Linked DNA regions of Mus musculus: all the other regions are linked to region 2. The links are chromatin contacts, called in public HiChIP or PLAC-seq and promoter capture Hi-C maps. All regions are on one chromosome and are shown on one strand. The core of a region is the stretch at or near the end of the contact, and the rest is flanking DNA. Distances in the headings are between cores, read along the strand shown. Region 1 overlaps Setd7 (SET domain containing (lysine methyltransferase) 7). Region 2 overlaps Maml3 (mastermind like transcriptional coactivator 3). Region 3 overlaps Maml3 (mastermind like transcriptional coactivator 3).

The links. HiChIP or PLAC-seq counts read pairs in DNA pulled down with a chosen protein or histone mark. Capture Hi-C pulls out chosen DNA fragments and counts their contacts.
Region 1: a contact with region 2 is called in a promoter capture Hi-C map of liver, with 2.3 times the contacts expected there. The contact joins two enhancer-like sites. A contact is called at or near these places in 1 of 39 promoter capture datasets (pre-B cells), 6 of 115 datasets of contacts at active chromatin or transcription factors (bone marrow-derived macrophages, embryonic stem cells, pancreatic cancer cells and 1 more) and 1 of 9 other capture datasets (liver).
Region 3: a contact with region 2 is called in an H3K27ac HiChIP or PLAC-seq map of trophoblast stem cells, with 4 times the contacts expected there. The contact joins two enhancer-like sites. A contact is called at or near these places in 1 of 15 datasets of contacts at CTCF or cohesin (pro-B cells), 5 of 484 Hi-C or Micro-C datasets (bone marrow-derived macrophages, embryonic fibroblasts, nephron progenitors and 2 more), 18 of 115 datasets of contacts at active chromatin or transcription factors (bone marrow-derived macrophages, cardiomyocytes, craniofacial prominence and 14 more) and 1 of 9 other capture datasets (embryonic stem cells).

Annotation. Positions count from the first base shown.
Region 1 is chr3:51,551,119-51,555,114 of GRCm38.p6, reverse strand. The region is part of intron 1 of Setd7 (SET domain containing (lysine methyltransferase) 7); the gene reads left to right. Among named protein-coding and RNA genes, the nearest start is that of 5031434O11Rik, 6.9 kb to the left of the region's middle. Within about 2 kb of position 1,859, at least 232 of the 459 cell types and tissues checked have an H3K27ac peak or open chromatin away from gene starts, as enhancers often do. A contact at or near this core is called in bone marrow-derived macrophages, liver, pancreatic cancer cells and 1 more, where this site is marked.
Region 2 is chr3:51,699,795-51,703,903 of GRCm38.p6, reverse strand. All of the region lies in intron 2 of Maml3 (mastermind like transcriptional coactivator 3), which reads left to right. Among named protein-coding and RNA genes, the nearest start is that of Gm46803, 5.9 kb to the left of the region's middle. Within about 2 kb of position 2,408, at least 210 of the 459 cell types and tissues checked have an H3K27ac peak or open chromatin away from gene starts, as enhancers often do. A contact at or near this core is called in bone marrow-derived macrophages, liver, pancreatic cancer cells and 3 more, where this site is marked.
Region 3 is chr3:51,941,247-51,945,251 of GRCm38.p6, reverse strand. All of the region lies in intron 1 of Maml3 (mastermind like transcriptional coactivator 3), which reads left to right. Among named protein-coding and RNA genes, the nearest start is that of Maml3, 160 kb to the left of the region's middle. Within about 2 kb of position 1,436, at least 66 of the 459 cell types and tissues checked have an H3K27ac peak or open chromatin away from gene starts, as enhancers often do. A contact at or near this core is called in pancreatic cancer cells, trophoblast stem cells and uterus, where this site is marked.

The sequences.
Region 1 (3,996 bases), core at 610-3,109, 150 kb after region 2:
CTGGGCATATATAGTATGCATACATTCTCACAAATAAATAAACATCAAATCTGACCCACACTTGGGAGCCTGAGGTGAGAGATTGTTGTAAGTTGGAGGCCAGCCAGGGCTCTTGGTGAATCCTGTAGGTTGGGGAAGGACTAAGACATGGATGCATGCACCTTGAGGCCAGCAATTCCCTGCAGCCTAGAGAAGTACATGGGATGAGCCTTCCCTGAAGAGATGGCAGAATTAACCTGAGAGAGAGAGAGAGAGAAAGAGAGAGAGAGAGAGAGAGAGAGAGAGAGAGCAAGCAAGCGCTTGGTGCATATAGGTGAGAGGCAATTGTGTGCCGCCCCCACCCCCACCCCAGAAAATACTCTTTTTACTTCAGCTGAAACATGAGGCTGAAAAGAGAAAATGGCCCACGAGGGGGATATGGCAAAAGGAAGCGGGGCCACAGGCTGAGAGTGTTGGTTGTGTGTTGGAACAGAGGAGTGACAGACAGGGTCAGAGCCCTGCTCGGGAAGTTAAACTGATGCGCTAGGCAGTGGGAAGACATGTAGCAATAGCTGAGGCTCTCGTGGTATCAGACGTGCAGTTATGAGGATAGGGGGGAAAAAAGACAAAGAAAAGCCTGGAAATGTGTAAGAGACACTGAGGGAAAGAGCTCAAAATGGAAAAATGTCAGAGTCCTCAGAACAAGGGCCCACAGTGAAAACACGTAGCTCCATGGTCTGGCATCCCCGTCCGCTCCAAACAGTCAGGGTTATTTTACTAACAACCCCCGTACTGTCCAGCCCTGCCTGTCTCTTATCTGTGTCTGCACCCTGGGCCTGGGACAGAATGCTCACCATTCTCTGTGAGCCATACATGAAAACCGCAGCCGTTGCCAGCTCACACCTGTGTTCCTGTGCCTTTCTGAGCCACTGTGTATCCTTCATGAGGAAGGCTTGCTTCCGGCATCAGTAAACTTGCTTTTCTTAAATGATTTTTCTGAGGGAGAGGAGGAGCCGAGTTTTGTATGCAAAAAAACCAGTATGGGCCAAGGTCTCTCGTCCTGAGGGAAATATTCACCCAGAGCGCTCAGGTCTCTTCTAAGTTGGAAGCAGGCAGTGACCCATCTCTGATCCCAGGGCAACGTAACAGACCACCAGTCTTATCAAGTTAAGGAAAAAATACCTCTGCTCAGAGGTGAGTCTAGGGAAAATGTTTCTATTTGCTTGGTGGATAAAAATCTTTAGAACAGAATGGAAAGAAAATCAGACCCGTTAATTTTTTCTTTTTTCTGGCTACCGGTTCAGTCTTTCTGTAGACAGATCCTGGGTGCCTTGCTTGCTGGGGCTGTGTTATTAGCACAAAGCGATCATTCCAGTGAGTTTGGCCTGGCGTTTGGGCCTGGTGCCCACCTTCTGTGTACTGGGAACTGGCCTGCAAGGGGGTTAGCTGACTCGGCGCATTCTGTAGTCTTCAGCAAGGACTAGAGTTTCCACACTGAGTTAGCAACACAGGCAAGGGATTGGAATTTGCAGCCAGGATATGATGTTAAGAATCCTGGCATTCTCTGCAGCCTGCCCACAAAGTCTCCTTGCGTTTCTCTATAAGGAGCCTGGGCATCGCTGGTAGTTTTTTTTGTTTGTTTCTGGTTTGGGTTTTGTTTTTGTTAAGAAGATATGTCATCACAGTGAACCATTTGGCTCAATAGTGCACAGTCATTACGTGGTCATACAACTTGAAATACTGATTTTTTTTTTAAATATGTATTTTCTTTTCCTCGTACTTGGGTTATGTAAGGTTATTTTCATACAAGTATGTACTTTGAATGCATCGCCCCATGCTTCCCTGCCATCCTTTTAGTTCCCCTAAGTTTCTCTTTCACTTTCTAATTTAAATTACTCGTATTGCTTATGTGTGTGCCAGAGGGCAGGAGAGGGTGTGGGGTCTCTGGAGCCGCAGTTGCAGGCAGCTCGTGCTCTGCCATCAGCAAGGTTCCCCTTGGGCTCCTGTTTGCCTTTCTCTAGAAAGAAAGTGGATGGGTGGGTTGGAGGCCAGAGCTTTCCCCAACCTTGCACGAATTTAGCGCTATCAGCTTTCTCTCACAGGTCATGTGGTAGTGTTTAGGCATCTGAGGTTTCAACAAGGTACCAAAAAAGCATTTAGCCCCGCCCCCACTGCCCCAAACAAGTAGCTTCATCGTTGTTTTCTTCTCTGGATAGTGAGTGATGTTAGGTTGGCTGCTTAAGCTGTGATGCCACACAACTTTGCTATGCTAGCAGCATCTGAGTAAGAAGGGTGCTGAGACCGCTCACAGTCCTTGTGCTCAGAGGCAGCAGGATTTTAACATCCTAATCTCTTCCCTAGGTTTGTCCGAAGTCTTTCTGTTGCTATTGTCCTGATTATGGTTGTCTGTTCCTTCCCTTCTGCTCTGGTGTGCTTTGTGTCAGAGACTGAATGTTACGCAGCCCCAGGCTGGCCTCAAACTTGCTGCCTACCAAGGCGATCAACTCCTAATCCCTAGTAGTAAGATGGCAGAATTGTACTGCCACACCCAGGTTGTTTGGTTCTGCTGTTTTGGTTTAGCTACTTAGCAGTCTGGAAAACTGACACCATAAATGTAAATGTGGAAATTTCAGACACTCTCTAGTTTCTAATCTTTGCATTGCTTACACCTGAGAATACAAAACAAACCAAGTCAAGGTGGAAATCCTGAGAGAGGTCTGACAGATCTCAGGACTTTCATGTGCAGACAGACCAGCAGGGAAATTCACCGTCCACGTGTTTCTCCTTCTAGATGCACAAGGTCCTCAGAGAGGTGGGTGTCACTCAGAATCCTCCAGCAAAGAGTGGAGGGGTTTCCTCCCACTGGCCTGTTGCAGAAGGGTCCAGACAGGCCAGTCATGGAGCAGAGGTTTTTATTGTCCTCATGAAAATCAGTTCTGGGGTCAGAACTGACCTCTGCCTGCTTTCAGTTACATGGTACCTTCTTCCACTTTTAATATCTGAGTTCTGTGCGGAGCATGCCTGCACCTGTAGTGTTTGATTCAGATATAGGCCAGGGAGAAAGGAATATAGATGGATTACACTACACTGGCTTTCCTTCACCCCTCCGTGTCCATGTTTATCATGATGTTTCTCTTGATCTACAGTAGAAAAACAATTTTATTAGCAATCTCTTTTTAAAGTCTGAAGGGTGTGCACCTTTCTCCATTGTGGGAGTATTCGTACACATCAGTAATTACTCTCGTGAGAGACTAACCTAATTATTCTGATATATCCACCAAATCGAAAGTAGGACACTAAATACATAGGAGTGTTAATGGCATTTTTTTTTCCTGTTTCAGTGAAAGAATGTCATCAGTAGATGGTTAGAAAATAGTTGTCCAAATTATTCCATATGACTCTATTAGAATTATATCATGTAATTTAGTTTTTCTACCAAAAGAAAGCAAGCTTGGACTAGCTTGGATTCCCTCTGACCCTTGATTTCCTGACTCTTGGAGAAAAAGTTTGTGTTAAAAAAGAAACTAACCTGTCTGTGGTGTGTTTATATAGCCATATACGGGCCCAAAGAGGCCACTCCATGCTAAGACAGTTCCAGTTGGGCTCCCAGCTCCCACATGATGGCTCTCATCCAGTTTCGGGGGCTCCAACAGCCTCATCTGTCCTCAGAAGGCTACGTGTGTGGTGCACATGAACTCAAGCAGGCACACACATCCACATAATAAACAAATAAATCATAGCATGTGCTATTGTGCAATGCCCTAGGTAACTCAATCCACAGATAAATAATAGCATGAATCATTGTACTATGTCCCAGGTAACTCATTCCATATAGTCAGAGTGATAAAATACGGTCTTTTTTTGCTATGATTTTATGTTTCAGTCGTCAGTAATATAAAGAGCATTTTTTTTATGACCACTTATCATCTCTTCTAAGAGACTATAGCCTTCTATCTCTTTTAATTTTTTTTTTTTAACTTTGCAGGGCTGGGTATTGCTTAGGTTCTCGGGGACGCC
Region 2 (4,109 bases), core at 1,159-3,658:
ACAGAGACACCTTGATTTCGAGTCTCAGAAAAAGTTGGTTTTTGTTGTTGTTCACATTTAGTTTCATTCTTTGATTTCTTTTCGATTCTAACAGTTTCTACCCTTTTATTCTGTGTTCCTTCTTTCCCCGCTTCCTATCACTTGCTCTTTATTCCGGCGTGTTCCTGGGCGGTCTGCTCAATTGAGACCAGATGTCTGTTTTGATAGAAAAAGTTCAAATCCCAAAGATGCTGCGCCAGCTGTGGGACAATCAGACAAGTTCCCTAGCCTCTCAGAGACTTGCGCTTTCTAATCAACGAAATGAGTTTGATTACATAGGTAAAGGCACCTAGCAGAGTTTTTGCCTATGCCTAGTTCCTCATATGAGTCTGTTATCTTCTAGTGTGGCCCTGTGGTCTCCTCTTTATTTAAAGAACCCTTTCCAGCCAGAGGGGATATTTGTCAATCCATAGCGTTCTATCATGCTACCCTAGGGAAATTCGGGGCATACTTGATGCTCTCCCTTAGCAAGGAACCCCCAACTCCCACTCCCCTCCCCCAAGCCTCATCCCTTGGTCTTGGCTACCTTTCAGCTTCTAGAGATCAGTTGCAAGTGGAATACCATCCTTCTAGAAAGAGTTATAGCCCCAAGTTCTCTTGAGAATTCTTAGTCTTCGTGACAAATATCACTGAGCCAGCCTAACAGCCCTGAGCAGGGAGGGGGGAGTTTGATTCTCAATGCCGCAGATTTCACACTCGAGCCAGAGCAAGCCTGCACCAGGCTTGATTTTGAAAATGCAAGTTTGCAATCAAATCAGGGCCAGGCTGCAATCAGCCAGGATTACTCGCTCCAGTAATTCTCAAACTCCTACAGGATCTCCCATCACCTGGAGAACTTGGTCTGATTCCGTAGGCCTGGTGGAGTTGGGGAATCTGAATTTCTGCCATGCTCCCAGAGAATGCTAATGTAAGGTGAGCCTGGACCAGGCTCGAAGCCGCTGGATGGACTCATGGCCATGGCTGTACACAGATTGCTCTTATGGAATGAGGAGGCAGTTTTCACATCTTCTTAGCCTTTTTCATCTTCCAAAGTGTCCATTGTCACTGACCACTTTTTAAACAGGATTTTCAAGGGACTCTGGATGGAGACAAGATGGCCTGCCCCGTGCCTCTGGGAGTCACAGCAGGGGTCCTTTGGTGATGGATTCACCCTGCCTGCTGCTCAAATGTAAAACTTGCCTTTGTAGACAGCCTCTAGCCTTCTACTGTATATGAAGTCTTTTGATACTTACAATTTAGTCAAAAATTCATTTGGCCTGAGACTGCTTGGATTTTTTTTCCCTATTACTTGACCCAGTTTTGTGTGTGTGTGTGTGTGTGTGTGTGTGTGTGTGAGAGAGAGAGAGAGAGAGAGAGAGAGAGAGAGAGAGAGAGAGATTTGTTTTCTAGGTAGCCTTTCTGTTTGCTTATTGATTTACTCCAACTCTTTCTTACCCACAACAGCCCTATCTATATACATGCCCTTTCCTCTGTGGTCTCCAGGCTTCAGGAACACGCGCAGTAGTGGCACTGGGCAATATGCCCACCCCCAGAGCGTCAGACTGAGTTTCTCAGGGGCCCCAGGGCACCCACCCTGCTCCTGAGCTCCTGGTCTTTGTTAGGATCTCCAAGCAGTGAGGCGCTCTCTGGTTAGCCTGGAGCTCCCGGCCCCACTCCTGCGCGCTTTGCCCGAGCCCCCTGAGGACTTGTAAGCAGATAGGCTGGAGTTGAAGAGGCTAAATTACGCCTCAGGGGACTTTTTAACGAAAACCCTAAATTTCATTTGGGCGACTGGTAGGCCACGCGGTTGTAGAGTGAGCGGAGGTCCCTTCTCCCTGCACAGGCTTTGTGCCTCTCTGGCTCCCTCCAACAGCGAGGTGCCCCCCTGGATCTGGCTGCCACTGCCCCCCTTCATCTCCTCCTGCTCCCCATCCTTCGGTTTTCTTCCATATCCTCTTCCTGCCCCCCCCACCCGCACCCCTCACCCCACCCTGCCAAGTCCCTCTTCCCTCTGGCTGGAGAAAAGTCGGTAATAAGAAACCAGTTTGGTGTCAGAGAGTGGGGAAGGGAGAGACCTCCACCCCTTAAGATGCACCGCCATGGTGAGAGAACTCATTTTGTGCAAAGAGGGCCTCGAGCCACCAGGGAATTCCTGGATTGTCTCAGGCTGTCGTGTGTGATGTCCATCACGCCGTGCGAACACCATCTGCTCCGTATTATGCTCGCAGTTGCCAGGCTACCTGCTGTACGCAGGAACACTTGACTGCCTGGCTCCACGTCCGCAGCGGCGGCCCGGGCGGGGCGGGGGACCCAGCCCTGATTAAGCCATCTGCGTTGGTGGGGGGACGGAGGGTGGGGGGAACTCAGCGCGAGGCCTGGAGTGCGGTCCCGGGCTCACACCACCCTCTGCTGGGCTACCGGCAGAACGACAGCTGCTCAAGAGGGTCCCTTCGGGGCCACCTAGAAAAGGATGAAGCTCAGGGTCTGCTGGATCCAAGTACATAGGATGTCGTATCCTGTCCCTCCCAGGAACCAATGATCTTTCATACCCGCCGCATCTCTGGCCCCTATCACCCACATGCTGCATGTTCCTGGGGGTAAAAAAAAAAATCCCTTCAGAGAAAGCCAGTTTCCCCACAAGTGGGTTTATAAATAAACAGCTGGCTGTTCTCGGAAGATATTTTTATCGCCTCTGATTTTTGAAGTCGGAAACTGCCTCTTTGGGGGAGGCTAGAGTGTTGTTTACACCCGCCTACCTTGCTCTAGCCGTTGGAAAATTGTTAAGCTCTCGTCCCTGGAGCGGAAGGTGAATGTGCAAGACAGGTTCTTTGGTTTTGATCTCTCTCTCTCTCTCTCTCTCTCTCTCTCGCTCGCTCGCTCCCTTCCCTTATTTTACTGAAAAGTGAGAGTGTTTGGAGAGCCTGGAAGATCTGCGTGGCAAATTGGATTCAAGGAGAGGAGAATGTATTAAGATTCTGGGTGGAAAGCAAGGGGAGGTCGCTGGGCTGGGAGTGGAGAACAAACCAGTAATTAAAACTAAAAATACTGCATCATTTGGCTCCAAGGCATTACATGTCGCATGACGAAAGCTCACTCTGGCTTTCTCTAATTGCACAACCCAGTGTGTGTCCTCCACAGAAACACGAGCAGGGACTTGGAATCCTAGAGTTTGACAGACTATTTCTCATTAAGCCCTCTTAGATTCGAGGTTAAAAGAGCCCTGCGACATAAACAGCTGCCCGCACCAGCTTCGTTTGTAAAGCCAGTCATGGTGGGCTTTCACACTTTGGCACACACCTGTGCACTTGCTGGGGAGCCCCTAAAGATGCTGTGTTTGACAGGCAACACTGCAGCCATTTTGGGTCATGTAGTCAGCATTGAGAACCTTAACTTTGGGGACAGGACCATTTGGGGAATGAAAACCCCAGAGGTAATGGCTTGACTGTGTCCACAGGGACAAAATGTGGCTGGGTGTATGAACATCGTCACCTCGATTGCCACTCTTATTTTTCCCAGGGAAGAGAAGGCTATGAACACAGCCCTTCGCTCCTGGCTACATTCCTCCGCTATGCAGAGAGGTCACATGGGGCAATAAAATCTCAAAGTGCATGGAGAGAAACAGGGCCAGAAAGAACAGCTCTTTTCAAAAACAAGCTAAAGAAAATGGTGCCTTTCCTTGGATCTCATTTTCCCTTCAAATCTCTCTTCATCAAAACTGGGAAATATTAAACAGACTGAAATGCATGAGAGAAAAACTATTATCTGTCCTTCTGCTGGCTGGCTAGCTCTAGCATGAAGTGTTAAGTTGACCAGCCATTTGTCTCTCAAGGTGAGAAACAGCTTGATCCTGTAGGAAGGAGGGGCTTAGAAACATGTAGCAAGCAGAACTAGAAGATAAGGGAAGTCTCTTGTGTACCTAGATACCTGCAGCCATAAAGGTCCTTTTTTAACATTAAGAATATTTCATAGCTCTCCACCTGATTTCAGAGGACTCACATAAGTAAAAGCCTTTACTGTGGACTGTGGAGATGGCTCCACAGTTAAGAATGCAAATTCCTCCCTCTCGGACCAGAGTTCTGTTCCCAGCCTCT
Region 3 (4,005 bases), core at 187-2,686, 240 kb before region 2:
AACGCCCAGGAAAATGCATGCATGCGTGCACTAATGCACACATGCATGCACTAATGCACACATGCACAGCGTTTTTAAAAAGCGGTGCTTACCTGGAAGGACCCAGGAATCATCTACTTTGACTCCTTCATTTTACAAGTGGGAAAACTGAGTCAAGTCATGGACATTACTTAGCTACTTTTCTGTGTTTGTACTTTTTCTCAATGACATTAGAAGGCCATAAAGAGATGAAACTCTATCTTATATTCTTCAGGATCCCCTGCGATTGTAGTTAACATGGTATGTAAGTGACAGATACTTATTAAGTTCAACTAAATGTAAAAGAAAACTAAATTTTTTTGGTTAGTGCATTTTCTTTTATTTTTTCTTTTTGTTTTTGCTTTTCTTGGTTTGGTTAGGTTTTGGTTTATTGAGAGAGGGCCTCTTTATGTAACAATCTTGTAACTTACTATATTGAACATTCTGGTCTCCAACTCAGAGATCAGCCTGCCTCTGTCTCCCAAGTGCTGGGATTAAAGGCATTCACCACAGTGCCTGGCTGGCTAGTTCATTTTCATAAGAACAGGTATGCCTTTAATACATCAACAACACTTTGAACTCATAAATATTCTGGATGCAGAAAGCCATGGAAAATACTTCTATGTGAATTGGCCTTAGGCTTGTGGAATCTGCTTGTAACTGTGAATAGGAGAATGAAGAATGTCGCTTCTCTAGTCTACCCTTCATAAAAATAATAAAATGATAATTCCGTGTTCGTACATCTGTATCTATTGTTGCTCTTGCTTCAGTAGGATATATCAAAGCAATTGGGATTCAAAATAAATGACATTTCCCCTCCATTTTTGCCCACAAGTGAATGACTCTCATGGCAGGAGTCACCTTTTCCGAGTTGTTTCTTTGGAAAATTAGTAGTTTTGATTCGAGGCACGAACTTGGGATGTTCACAGATGTTGTTGGCCACGCCCCCCCCATTTCTGGAGCTCCAGTTATTGTGTCCTCATAATCTCTGACCCAGCAACACAGCTCTAACTAAGAGGGACGCCCTGTCTCTATCCCAGGAATACTTGCTAAACAAAACAGAGACTTCCAAAAGTCTCTGGTCTAAGACATGAACTTACTACCCCGAACCTTTACAGTTTAGATCCAACCAGACAAATCAATAATACATTTTCCAGTGTTTTAATCCTTGCCAATAAACCGAGCACTGTTTTGAGCTTGGCTCCTGCAATGACCAAAGCCACAGACAGGAGTATGGAAAGTGAATTCCATTTGTCTTGGCTGTGCGTGTTCTGCGGCCAGAGCAAAGCTCCTGGGGTTTGAAATGACTCGTTGGAGGAATCCTGCTTGCTTGGGAACACATGCACTCATAAAGGCCAGTGTGAACGGCCCAGGGTCTGGCCTGATGACTAAGCCAGCTCACTTAGCTGACAGTGGTGTGATTGCAGCAGTTTTAAGAAAGGCAAAATATCCAAAGAGCCAAGTAACTTGACTTACGGTGCACACTAGACTCTTCCTCTGATTAGTCATATGACAGATGAGAACTCGTGGCAACAAATCCTGACGGAAACCGAAAAGGCTGAGTGAATTCATCAGACACAGACTGACTGGAAGATAGTCCAGATAGTGTGTTTATCTGAAAGATAAAATGAAATAGCTTATATTTGGGCTACAGATTCTAGGAAATCTCTTCCCTTTTGTGGCATGTCTATGTCTAAACCCTAGATTCCCCTTGAGAAGTGTCAAAAACTTTGCACGTGTATTTTCATACTTCAGATATAAAGCATGAGTCAAATTTGGTGACCGTGGGGCTTGTTGAACGGACCTATATAGGAAGCAAATCACAGCTGTGAACTGCTAGAAACTGCTTTTTCATGAGGTCTGTAAACTTGTTCCAAAGCCATTTTTGTGATGCGCTAGCTCACAAGCCTTTTGAGCAATGGGCTGGACATCATTTTGTCATAAACCTTAGTGTGTTCTCAGTGTGGCTGCAAGGAAAGGACCATTTTTGTTTGGTTGTTGTTGTTGTTGTTCCCAAATGGATCCCTGGTGCTTGCAGATGTCACAGTTTGTGTATTTGAAGACACCCAAAACAAGCTGCTGAGTTGGCTCAGTGGGTGAAGGGCAACCTTCCACCAAAACCAATGACTTAAGTTGGATCCCTGGAACCTACAAGGTACACAGAGAAAATCGACTCCTACAACACACAATAAATGAATAAATAAATAAAATATAATAAAAAGTCTAAGAACACCTTCCCCCAAAGCCATGCATGGTGATATATACTTGTTATCCTGGGATTAGGGATGGAGGGACAGGCAGATCCCTGGAGATCACTGGCCAGGCATTCTAACTGCTTGGTAAGTTCCAAGCCAGTGAGAGACTCTCAACAAACAAGGCAGGTGGCTTCTAGGGAACAACATTTGAGGTTGACTGCTGGCCTCTTTATACATGTGCACCAATACATGCTAGTGCACACATGCAAGCTATGCAAACAACCCGACAAAAACTCCAAATGTCTGGGATCAAAGGAATTTGCAGCTTTTTCAATGGAGAAATTTGTATTTTAAATTTATAAGCTGCCATGGGTTACCAAATAAACGAGCCAAGCCCACGGCCAATCACCTATTGCCAAAGGGTTGTTCTATTGCTCTTTCCAAGTCAGGGTGACACCATTTTCATGGTGTGATAAAACACATGGCATCTTCATGAGAAATGGCTTCCACAAAGACAGCCAATTTCTAGCTGTGGAGAGAGAACAAGAACGGGAGGAAAGCTAAGCCAATAGGGGAAGTATTTTCTTGACAAAAAGCAAAAGAAAACAGCTAGCAGATTAGAGGTAGAGGCTCAGTTTAGACTATGAATAAGTTTGTCGTGTAGAAATGAGAGAATAAAAACTTTACCCAGTGCTTTGAAGGGGGAAACCCTTTCTCTAGAAGAGAAGTCAGCAAAAGCTGATGAGACCTCTCCCACACACACTCATATGCTTGTGAAATATGTGGCACATTGTGTGTCCCTGCACTATTTTGTAGAGGCAAGGCTTGGCAGGATTTCACTCTAGCCAATATGTCCTTGAACTCACGGTGATCCTCCTGCCTCAGCCTTCTGAGTGCTGGAATTTCGGACAGGAGCCGCCATTCTTGCCTTGTGGCATGGTTATTTTCGAATTTGGGTGATTCATGAATCCTGGAGTTTCACTCCGTGGGTGTTTTGTTGTATTTGTTTCCTTAGCAACAGCATCAAACACAGTGCTCCCTGCACATCTATGAGCAGAAAGGCTGTTGTACTGGTACTGGCATCTGCCGGGTTAGGATGCGGAGCATCTTAGAGTACTGGTCGTTCAGTTTACAGTCCCCAGGGAGGTGGCTGCTGGAGAGAGGCCCAGTGGACTGGTGTGGATTCATAGCCACAGCTCTGTGGGAAGTGTCAGTTCTGAGAGAACACTGAAAAGGGCACCCAGGCTTAAAGGATTGCTTCTTTAAAAACTCTAAAGGAGCATTGGTTTATGAAGATATTAGGAAGCCAGTTCCAAGCTCCCTAAAATATAGAGATTATATTCCAATGCCGCATAGCCTGAGTCAGACAGAATCTGATTAACAATGATAATAAGTGTCTGATTAACAATAATAATAAGCCTACAGCTTAGACTTTTTGTTTGCTCATCTGTGATCTGGGGACATGTCATATGTACATCTATCTAGAAACTTAAAAAGGTTAAAATAGCCAAGCAATATCTGGACTATTGGAAATGGAGTTGTAGTTACAAAGGCCCAGGCCCAGGTCATAAGGTACTTGTAATAGAAAGGAGACCTGGAAGTTCAGTGGAATTTTCTGTAATGAAGGTATGTATTGGAGGCACGTGGAACCCAGAGAACAGACCCAGCTCTGCCTCAAGTTCGCCGGGCTCAGAGATTCCTCCTGGACCATAGTCTTCCCATTGCTGGAGAAAGAAAATCATGTGAAGTTTCTGAGTTTAAGTGACCTGTCATATGCCACCTAAGCTGCCTG